Linked DNA regions of Mus musculus: region 2 is linked to region 1. Evidence: chromatin contacts called from public promoter capture Hi-C data. All regions are on one chromosome and are shown on one strand. The core of a region is the stretch at or near the end of the contact, and the rest is flanking DNA. Distances in the headings are between cores, read along the strand shown. Region 1 overlaps Cyp4f13 (cytochrome P450, family 4, subfamily f, polypeptide 13). Region 2 has its middle 7.0 kb from the start of Actl9.

What was found. Capture Hi-C pulls out chosen DNA fragments and counts their contacts.
Region 2: a promoter capture Hi-C map of adipose tissue shows a contact between it and region 1. The contact joins two enhancer-like sites. A contact is called at or near these places in 3 of 39 promoter capture datasets (the 3T3-L1 cell line, hematopoietic stem and progenitor cells and hippocampal neurons) and 1 of 9 other capture datasets (adipose tissue).

The regions. Positions count from the first base shown.
Region 1 is chr17:32,923,015-32,926,997 of GRCm38.p6, forward strand. It overlaps Cyp4f13 (cytochrome P450, family 4, subfamily f, polypeptide 13), which reads right to left. Exons shown (of 13, transcript NM_130882.1): 10 at 2,676-2,809; 11 at 2,523-2,587; 12 at 2,310-2,392; 13 at 1,674-1,940. The coding sequence ends at 1,763. Among named protein-coding and RNA genes, the nearest start is that of Cyp4f14, 7.7 kb to the left of the region's middle. Within about 2 kb of position 1,862, at least 244 of the 459 cell types and tissues checked have an H3K27ac peak or open chromatin away from gene starts, as enhancers often do. A contact at or near this core is called in adipose tissue, where this site is marked.
Region 2 is chr17:33,437,934-33,441,916 of GRCm38.p6, forward strand. No RefSeq gene overlaps it. Among named protein-coding and RNA genes, the nearest start is that of Actl9, 7.0 kb to the left of the region's middle. Within about 2 kb of position 2,173, at least 45 of the 459 cell types and tissues checked have an H3K27ac peak or open chromatin away from gene starts, as enhancers often do. A contact at or near this core is called in adipose tissue, where this site is marked.

The DNA.
Region 1 (3,983 bases), core at 612-3,111:
AAGACAGCTTGCTGCCAAAACAGATGGCTTGCATTCAATCCAGGAGTCTATGTAGTGAAATAAAAGAGAATTGATTCCCAGAAGTTGTCCTCTGACTTCCACATATACACTGTCATGTACATGCCCCCCAATAATAAATAACTGTAATTTAAAGTACAGAGATAACTGTGGGGAGTGGTGGCACACAGCGTTAATCCCAGTACTAGGGAAGCACATACAGACTAATAGATCTTTGAGGCCAGCCTGCTCTCCATTGCAAGCACCAGACTAGCTAGGGTTACACAGTGAGACCCTGTCTCAAATACTTGTAAACAATTAAAACCTCACTTAAGATGTGCATCAATTCAAGGTCAGCTAAGTTATATGGGTTACATTTCTAGCTGCATGCAGAGCTCACACCTGAATACTGTCCCAGCTCTTTAAGGGAATACGTTACCTGCAAAGGCAATACAGTACAGGGTCAGCTGGGAGGGTAGCTCAGTGGGGAAGCACTTGCCTCACATGGACCCTGGGCCCAATTCCAGCACAGCACCCCAAAAACCCAAACCAAAAGTAAAAAAACAAAACAAAGAAACACTAGAGACAATTTAAATGAGGGCAGAAAGGTAAAAATAAAATGGACTTGAAGATTTTTGTTCTGAAGCCATTTCCCACAACAGAAAAGAAAAAAAATATTTTAAATAATGTTTTTTTTGAGGTGGTGCCTCATGTATCTCAGGCTACCTTGGAACTTGTGTAGCCAAGGATGACCTGAAATTTCTGATCCTTCTGTCTCCAACTCTCAAGTGCTAAATTTTAGGCTTGTAACACCAAGCCCAGATTACGGGGTGTGTCTTGCATGCTAGGCATTCTACCAACAGATCACTGCCCCCTTCCAGACAGTATTTCATTGGATAACAAAAGCTGACTTCAGCCTCTGCTCCAACATCCCTCTGCTTCTGTCTCCCAAGTACTGGGGACTATAGATGTGTGATCAACTGAAACTCAGTTTCTGTTTTGTTTTTAGAGACAGGGTTTTCTGTGTAGCCTTGGCTGTCCTGGAACTCACTTTGTGGACCAGCTTGGCCTCCAACTCAGAAACTAAATGTTAATGGTCTCGTGATGGGAGAATTTGAAAAGTCAAAGCCCAGAGCGGTTACATAAGGTACATTTGTGAGAGCCTCCTGCAGGAGCCTGTGGAAGGCTCAAGGGACAACTGCACTACTGTTGAAAGGGTCATTGGAAGCTGGGGGCCCTGTCGGTGTGATTCATGTAGAGTTAGCTGCTTTAGTCGTCACAAGGCCTGAAAATTATATAAAACCATCCCCAGCGGTTCCAAGATTCCCCTCGCTTAAGGAACAACCTGCTTCAGATTCTACAACTATCCCTTCATATGTAACAGGCCAGGTCTAGTGTAGTGTTCCACTCTTAAATGTTGTGCCAGAAGGACAGAAGCAGGACATAGCTCTAAATTTGATGAAATAGAATAAAGGTGGAAACATAGTGAATATAAGGGTTTGCCTCAATGACCACTGAGCCTCAAATGTACTGGAAAACCTGCTCCCCTCTCCTGCTTAAATATCCGCGGTGGCTCACAAGGTCTTCCAGTAGAAGTCTCATCAGCACGGAGACCCTCGGGGACCACCCAGGAGGCATTGAGGATCTTGTGATAAAATTTTGGTCTGATGCTCATAGTCACTCAAAGAACAGGAGGCAGTTCTGTTTATTCAGAGATTTAAAGAGGTAGGAGCATGGGTGAGCTGGTTCCAAGGCAGCTGTGAGGTCACTGTGCGCCGGCGCTCAGCGGCTCCACCCGCAGCCACAGCCCGCCCTCTGCGCGCAGGATCAGCTCTGGCTTCCGGCGCGGCTCCTTGTCATCTGGCAGGATGCGGAAGCGCAGCAGGGTCAGCGCCAGCGCTACCTTTATCTCGCTCATGGCGAAAGTCTGTCCTATGCAGTTCCTGCGGGAGGACGGGTGGGAACTCTGATTGCGCGAGGAACCAGCCAGGCATCCTCGGACCCAACCTGGCTCAGTCCCCTCCCCCCACGGTCAGGAGGGCCAAGGGGGCACTGATGTGCCTGGGACCCTGCGTGGGTGTCCGCATTTCTGGGACCTGGCCTAGTCCCAGCGCCCAGTGCAGACCTGGGCGTGATTCTGAGTACAAAGCATCAGCCTTTGACCTTGCCACCGCAGGCTCTGCAGACCTTTGCACAAAACGCAGGCAAAGGTCGGGGAGGAGACACAGAATCCTCATTCACCCAACTGTCCCCTGGTCCCACTGTCGGACCCAGACTCCCCCCGCCCCCCTCACCCAAGACCACTTCCTCACCTGGTCCCCGCTGAGAAGGGAATAAAAGCCAGAGGTGACCTTTTCTGTGGGTTTTCTGGGTCAAATCTAAAGGGGTTGTAGACCTGTAGGCCAAGAAAGACTACGCTAGTGGGTCATGTCTCTTCCCCATGTCCAGGATGGTAGCTCTGGTTTCTCTGGTAGGCTTGTGCCTCTTCTCCAGGCTCCAGAGTTGGGGAAAGGGTAGAGTCGCACCTCAGGGTCTGGCCAGACTGAAGGGTTGTGGTGAACCCCGAAAATGCTGATGACACAGATGTTCCCTGTTGAGTAAGGAGACAGGTCAGGTCCACGATGCTTCTGGGGACCACCGTCCTACCCAGGCCCCTCCTTCCACGATACTGAGGGCACCTTTGGGGATGGCCCGGCCATCTGGCAGCAGAACGTCCTGGGTGCAGCATCGGGAGATTAATAAGACTGGGGGATGCAGCCGCAGACTCTCCTTGATGCACATGGTCAGGAAGGGTAGCTGGGCCAAGTCGTCCCTAAGGAAGACAGCACACAATTGTCCAGGAGCAAAAACAAAGTCTCTCTGCCACCGAGTGAGACTGATCCACAGTTCTGTACCTAAAATACTGTTTGTTCTTAAAAATAATAAAAATTTAAAATTATCCATGTTCATGTGTGCTATATGTCTGTGGAGGCCAGAAGAGACTTGTCAGTGGACCAGCTTGGCCTCCAACTCAGAAACTAAATTTTAATGGTCTCGTGATGGGAGAATTTGAAAAGTCAAAGCCCAGAGCGGTTACATAAGGAGCATTTGTGAGAGCCTCCTGCAGGAGCCTGTGGGAGGCTCAAGGGACAACTGCACTACTGTTGAAAGGGCCATAGGAAGCTGGGGGCCTGTCGGTGTGAGGATGTAGACAAGTACAGAGGCAGCAGAGGGTCCTTGCTGCAGACACTGAGGATATAGACATGTACAGAGGCAGGAGAGGGCCCTGTGCTGCAGACACTGTGGATATAGGCATGTGTAGAGGCTACCTGTAGTGGACAGATGGCAGCTCAGGGACCCAGCTGAACACAACATACTGAGTTCTAAGACAGCCTACATAGTGAGACTGTGTCTCAAAAAACAAAAGATTAAAAACATTTTTAAAAAGAGTTCTTGTATACCGGAAAAGAAAGAAAAGCATAGAAATTCCAAAGTTAGGAAAACAAAGTTATTTGATATGTCAAAGAAAAAGGCATGTGTGGTGGATCTAAAGCTGATTGCCATGTTCAGCATGTCTGTACAGTGGTGTTCATTTATATAGCACAGTGTGCCCCAACTTTTCAGGTTGTTCATCACTTTCAAGTTCTCCAATATATTCTGATGAAGACACAAAGAAGTGAGCACTCTCTGGGTCTCTGTGTGGAAGTGGGATTTTTCCAAGAGCCACTAAGTTATAGAATTCAGAAAACTTTTGAAGAAAATGAGTGATGTTTTAAAACTTATATGTATATGTATGGTGTGGTGGTGGGGTGTGTGTGTTTGTGGTGTTGTGTGTGTGCCTGCAGAGGCCAGTGACATCATCAGATCCCCTGGAGCTGGAGTTCCAGGTGCTCCTAACTGCCGAGCCACTTCTCCAACCCCAGCATAGATTCCTAATGCCTGACTTCAGCAACTAGCCTTGGAATTTGTCCTACACAGGCATTTATACGGGTTACAAAGGGTCCAAG
Region 2 (3,983 bases), core at 923-3,422, 520 kb after region 1:
TGAACTTTGTCTCTGTAACTCCTTCCATGGGTATTTTGTTCCCCATTCTAAGAAGGAACAAAGTATCTACACTTTGGTCTTCCTTCTTCTTGAGTTTCATGTGTTTTGCAAATTGTATCTTGGATATTCTACATTTCTGGGCCAATATCCGTTTATCAGTGAGTGCATATCATGTGTATTCTTTTGTGATTAGGTTACTTCACTCAAGATGATATCCTCCAGATGCATCCATTTGCCTAAGAATTTCAGGAATTCATTGTTTTTAATTGCTGAGTAGTACTCCATTGTAGCAAAGATCATATGCCCCAGTACAGGGGAATGCGAGGGCCAGGAGCAGGAGTGGGTGGGTTGGGGAGCAGGGTGGAGGAAGGGTTTAGGGTGCTTTGGGGATAGCACTTGAAATGTAAATGAAAATATCTAATAAAAATATAAGCAAAAGATCAGTAAGACTAAAAATTCCAAAATGAGAAAGTCCATAAAAGGTTCCTTTTTAAAGTTTTCTCACTGTATTTTCTACGCCATTCTCTACCTAACATAGATCATAGACAGACAGACATGTCACCACACACACACACACACATCCTACATACATCAGATACAACACAGTACATACAAAGACACAATAAAACTTCACATTCACGCATACCACACACATCAGACACACTTACATGCTCTCACACATCAGACACAATCACACACCTGCACACACACCACACACACCTTTTCTGTCCTCTCGTTCTCCCGTTATCACTCTAACATGGTGACTTTCCCAGAGTATGAATGTGCTTCTTTGTGAAGCACTGTAATTTGGCCCAGAAGTTTGCTGGATTACTTCACTTAGTATATCTTCCAGTTCTACCCATTTTCCTACAAAGCTCACAATTTTATTTTTATGGCGGAATAAAAGACTACAAACAGGAAGGAAGGGAGGGAGAGAAGTAGGGAATCAACCAAAACTGAGTATAAAATGCCCTAAGAAAATCTGTTACTTTGTATGCTAATTTTTCTTTCCCTTCCTTTTATTAAAAAATAGATTTTTTTCTCATATAATATATCCTAATTACAGTTGCTCCTCCCTCTACTCACAGTTCCTCCCCCACTTCCCCTCCCATTCGGATCCACTCCCTTTCTGTCTTCCATTAGGAAGGAACGGGCTTTTCAGAGGTAACAACAAAACATAAGGAAATAAAATATAGTAAGATAAAACATGTATGCTAGGTTTTTAATGAAAGCAAAATTCATTTTAAGAAGAAAAAGAGAGGAGGGAGGAGGGGGTCAGGGAGAGGGGTGGGGTGGGGGAATGGCAAGACTAACAGGCTAATTATACATTCTAGCCTAGGGGTTGAGGCCTACCCTAAATCTGCCAATCTGCCAGGTTACCAAGGTGAAAGCAGACACTTTTAGTTCTTCCCACCAGGGGGCAGCACCTTCAAGTTTAAGAGACCATGATAGCTTTGACTCTAATGCTACAACCCTGCATTCCTCAAGTTGTGGTGATCCCATTCCAACCATAAAATTATTTTCATTGCTACTTCATAACTTCAATTTTGCTATTGTTATGAATTGTGATATAAATATCTGTGTTTTCTAATGCTCTTAGGTGATCCCTGCGAAGGTGGTGTTGGACCCCCCAAAGGGGGCTTTAAAACAACAGGTTCAAAGGCAAGGGTAGAGGCATCAGGAGGAAACTCCTCCAAATGAGAAGCGGGTGGAAGTTGAGAAGAGAGGAAATTTCACTTATAAAAGGGGGAGAGAGCCGAGGGAGAGAAAGAGGGAGGCAGAGGTTGGGTTTGGGGGCGGGGTGAGGTAGGACACAGAGGAAGACAATGAAAAACAGCACTGAAGTTGGGAGGGAAACATGGAGGGGGTATAGGAAGAATGGGAGGGGAAGAAGTAGGGTAAATTTATTCAGAACACATATGTGTCTGAAATTATCAATGAAAAAAAATAGACTGTCTCAAATGCCACTAGAAGTGTGTAATGTTCAGAAAACCCACCTTCCCCCAGCCTACTAGGACACTAGACTGTTTAAACTAAACTGACTTTACAATTCCATGGATTAGTCCATCTACAACCACTCCAGGCCCAGAGCATTCCCATTTGCATACTCCCAGAGATGAGATCACTACCTGGATATTATTAGAACTCTCACCCCGTCGAATGAATCATTAGGCTCCACCCAGCGCCAGACGATAACATCTGCCCACACACACCCTAAAGCCCATGTGATCTCAAACCCAGAGAGCCCAGATCCCTCAGTTCTGGCTAAAGTCATTCACAAATATACATTGATCACACACAGTGATCTAGGAAAAATAAAGTCAAGAAGGCATGGGGGTCTCTCTGCCTCCCAAGTCCTTGTGCCCGAGACAGTCTATCACTTTTAGACCAGGTTTCTCCAACTCGCAGTTGCTGGCATCTGTCCCTTTCACAGAAGTCCAAGTCCTTTTGTTCTGAAGACACCAGAATCCATTCCCTCTCTCGAGCCTTCTGATCCCAGCCCAGTCCTTTGTCCTACAGGAACCTTCAAGTGTGTGTGTGTGCATGTGTGTGTGTGTCTGTGTGTGTGTCTGTGTGGGTGTGTGTGTGTGTCTGTGTGTCTGTGTGTGTGTGTGTCTGTGTGTGTGTCTGTGTGTGGGTGTTTGTGTGTCTATCTGTCTGTGTATGTCTGTGTGTCTGTGTGTGTGTCTGTGTGTGTCTGTGTGTGATGTATGAATTGCAGAGGGAGTACACTTATAAACTTGTGTGCAGAGGCCAAAGGATAGCATTGGATATCCTGCTGTACTTCTACTTCTCTGCCCTCTTCTCTTAAAGTGTGGTCTTGTTGAATCTCAAGTTGGACATTTCTGCTAGTCTGGATAACCAGTGAGTTTCCAAGATAAGCCCATTTCCTATCTCTCAGTGCTGGGGTTACAGGCATTCACAGTCATGCACAGCTTTTACATGAGTCTGGGGATCCAAATGCAGTCTGTCATATTTACATAGTAAACACTCTTACCCACTGAGATACCTTCCCAGCTCTTAGGACCCTGATCTCTCTCCAGGGGGGATCATTACACAGGTCTTAGAAATCATAAATCAGAACATACTGTCCACTGCTCAGAATTTACTGGTGACTTTTTATAACATGCAAATAAGTTCTGCCCATCTTTCTAAACCTTTCTTTAGCTGCCCTTCCCATTCCCCTCTACTCAACTACGCTTGCACTTTTTCTTCTTTCCTGTTTTGAAACACAGGAAATATGGCTAAAAGGAGAGCACAAGGGTATGCCCTAGTTCAATCTGGGCTGGCAGAAGACCTAACAAAAAATTAGGCTGTGTATCATTGTATAGTTCAGGATAGATGAAGGCAGGAGATCAGAGTTCAAAGTCAGCCTTTTTTATGTAGTCTAAGGCCAGCCTAGATCCAAAAGGGGAAGGAGGGACTGGAGAGATGGCTCAGTCAATAAACACTTGCCTCACAATGTGAGGAAACTTTAGTTCCCAGAGCAAAGGGGGGGGGGGGAGGAGAACAAAGAGAGGGAGGGAGGGAGGGAGGGAGGGAGGGAGGGAGGGAGGGAGGGAGGGAGGGAAAGGAAAGAAGAAAGAAGAGAGAGAAGGGAAGAAAGAGGGGAGGGAAGAAAAGAAGAAAAGGAAGAAGTTGCATATGATGGCATGCCCCATAATCTCAGCAATATCAGGACAGAGGGCAGATGACTGTGCTACCCACTCTCCAAAAGGGCTTCCTTGTTTGGCCTCAGTGGGAGAGGATGCGCCTAATCTGACAGAAATTTGGTGTGACAGGGATGTATGATACTCAGTGGGGACCCCACCCTCTCAGAGGAGAATGAGAGAGGGACTGGAGGACAGCATTTCGGATGTAAATAAATAAATAAATAAATGTTTGTTTGTTTGTTTGTTTGTTTTTTAAAGATAGAAGGTGGAAGCAAATGGCTCCCTGGAAGTTCCTGGTCTACATGGCAAAGTTCCATGTCAATGAGAGAT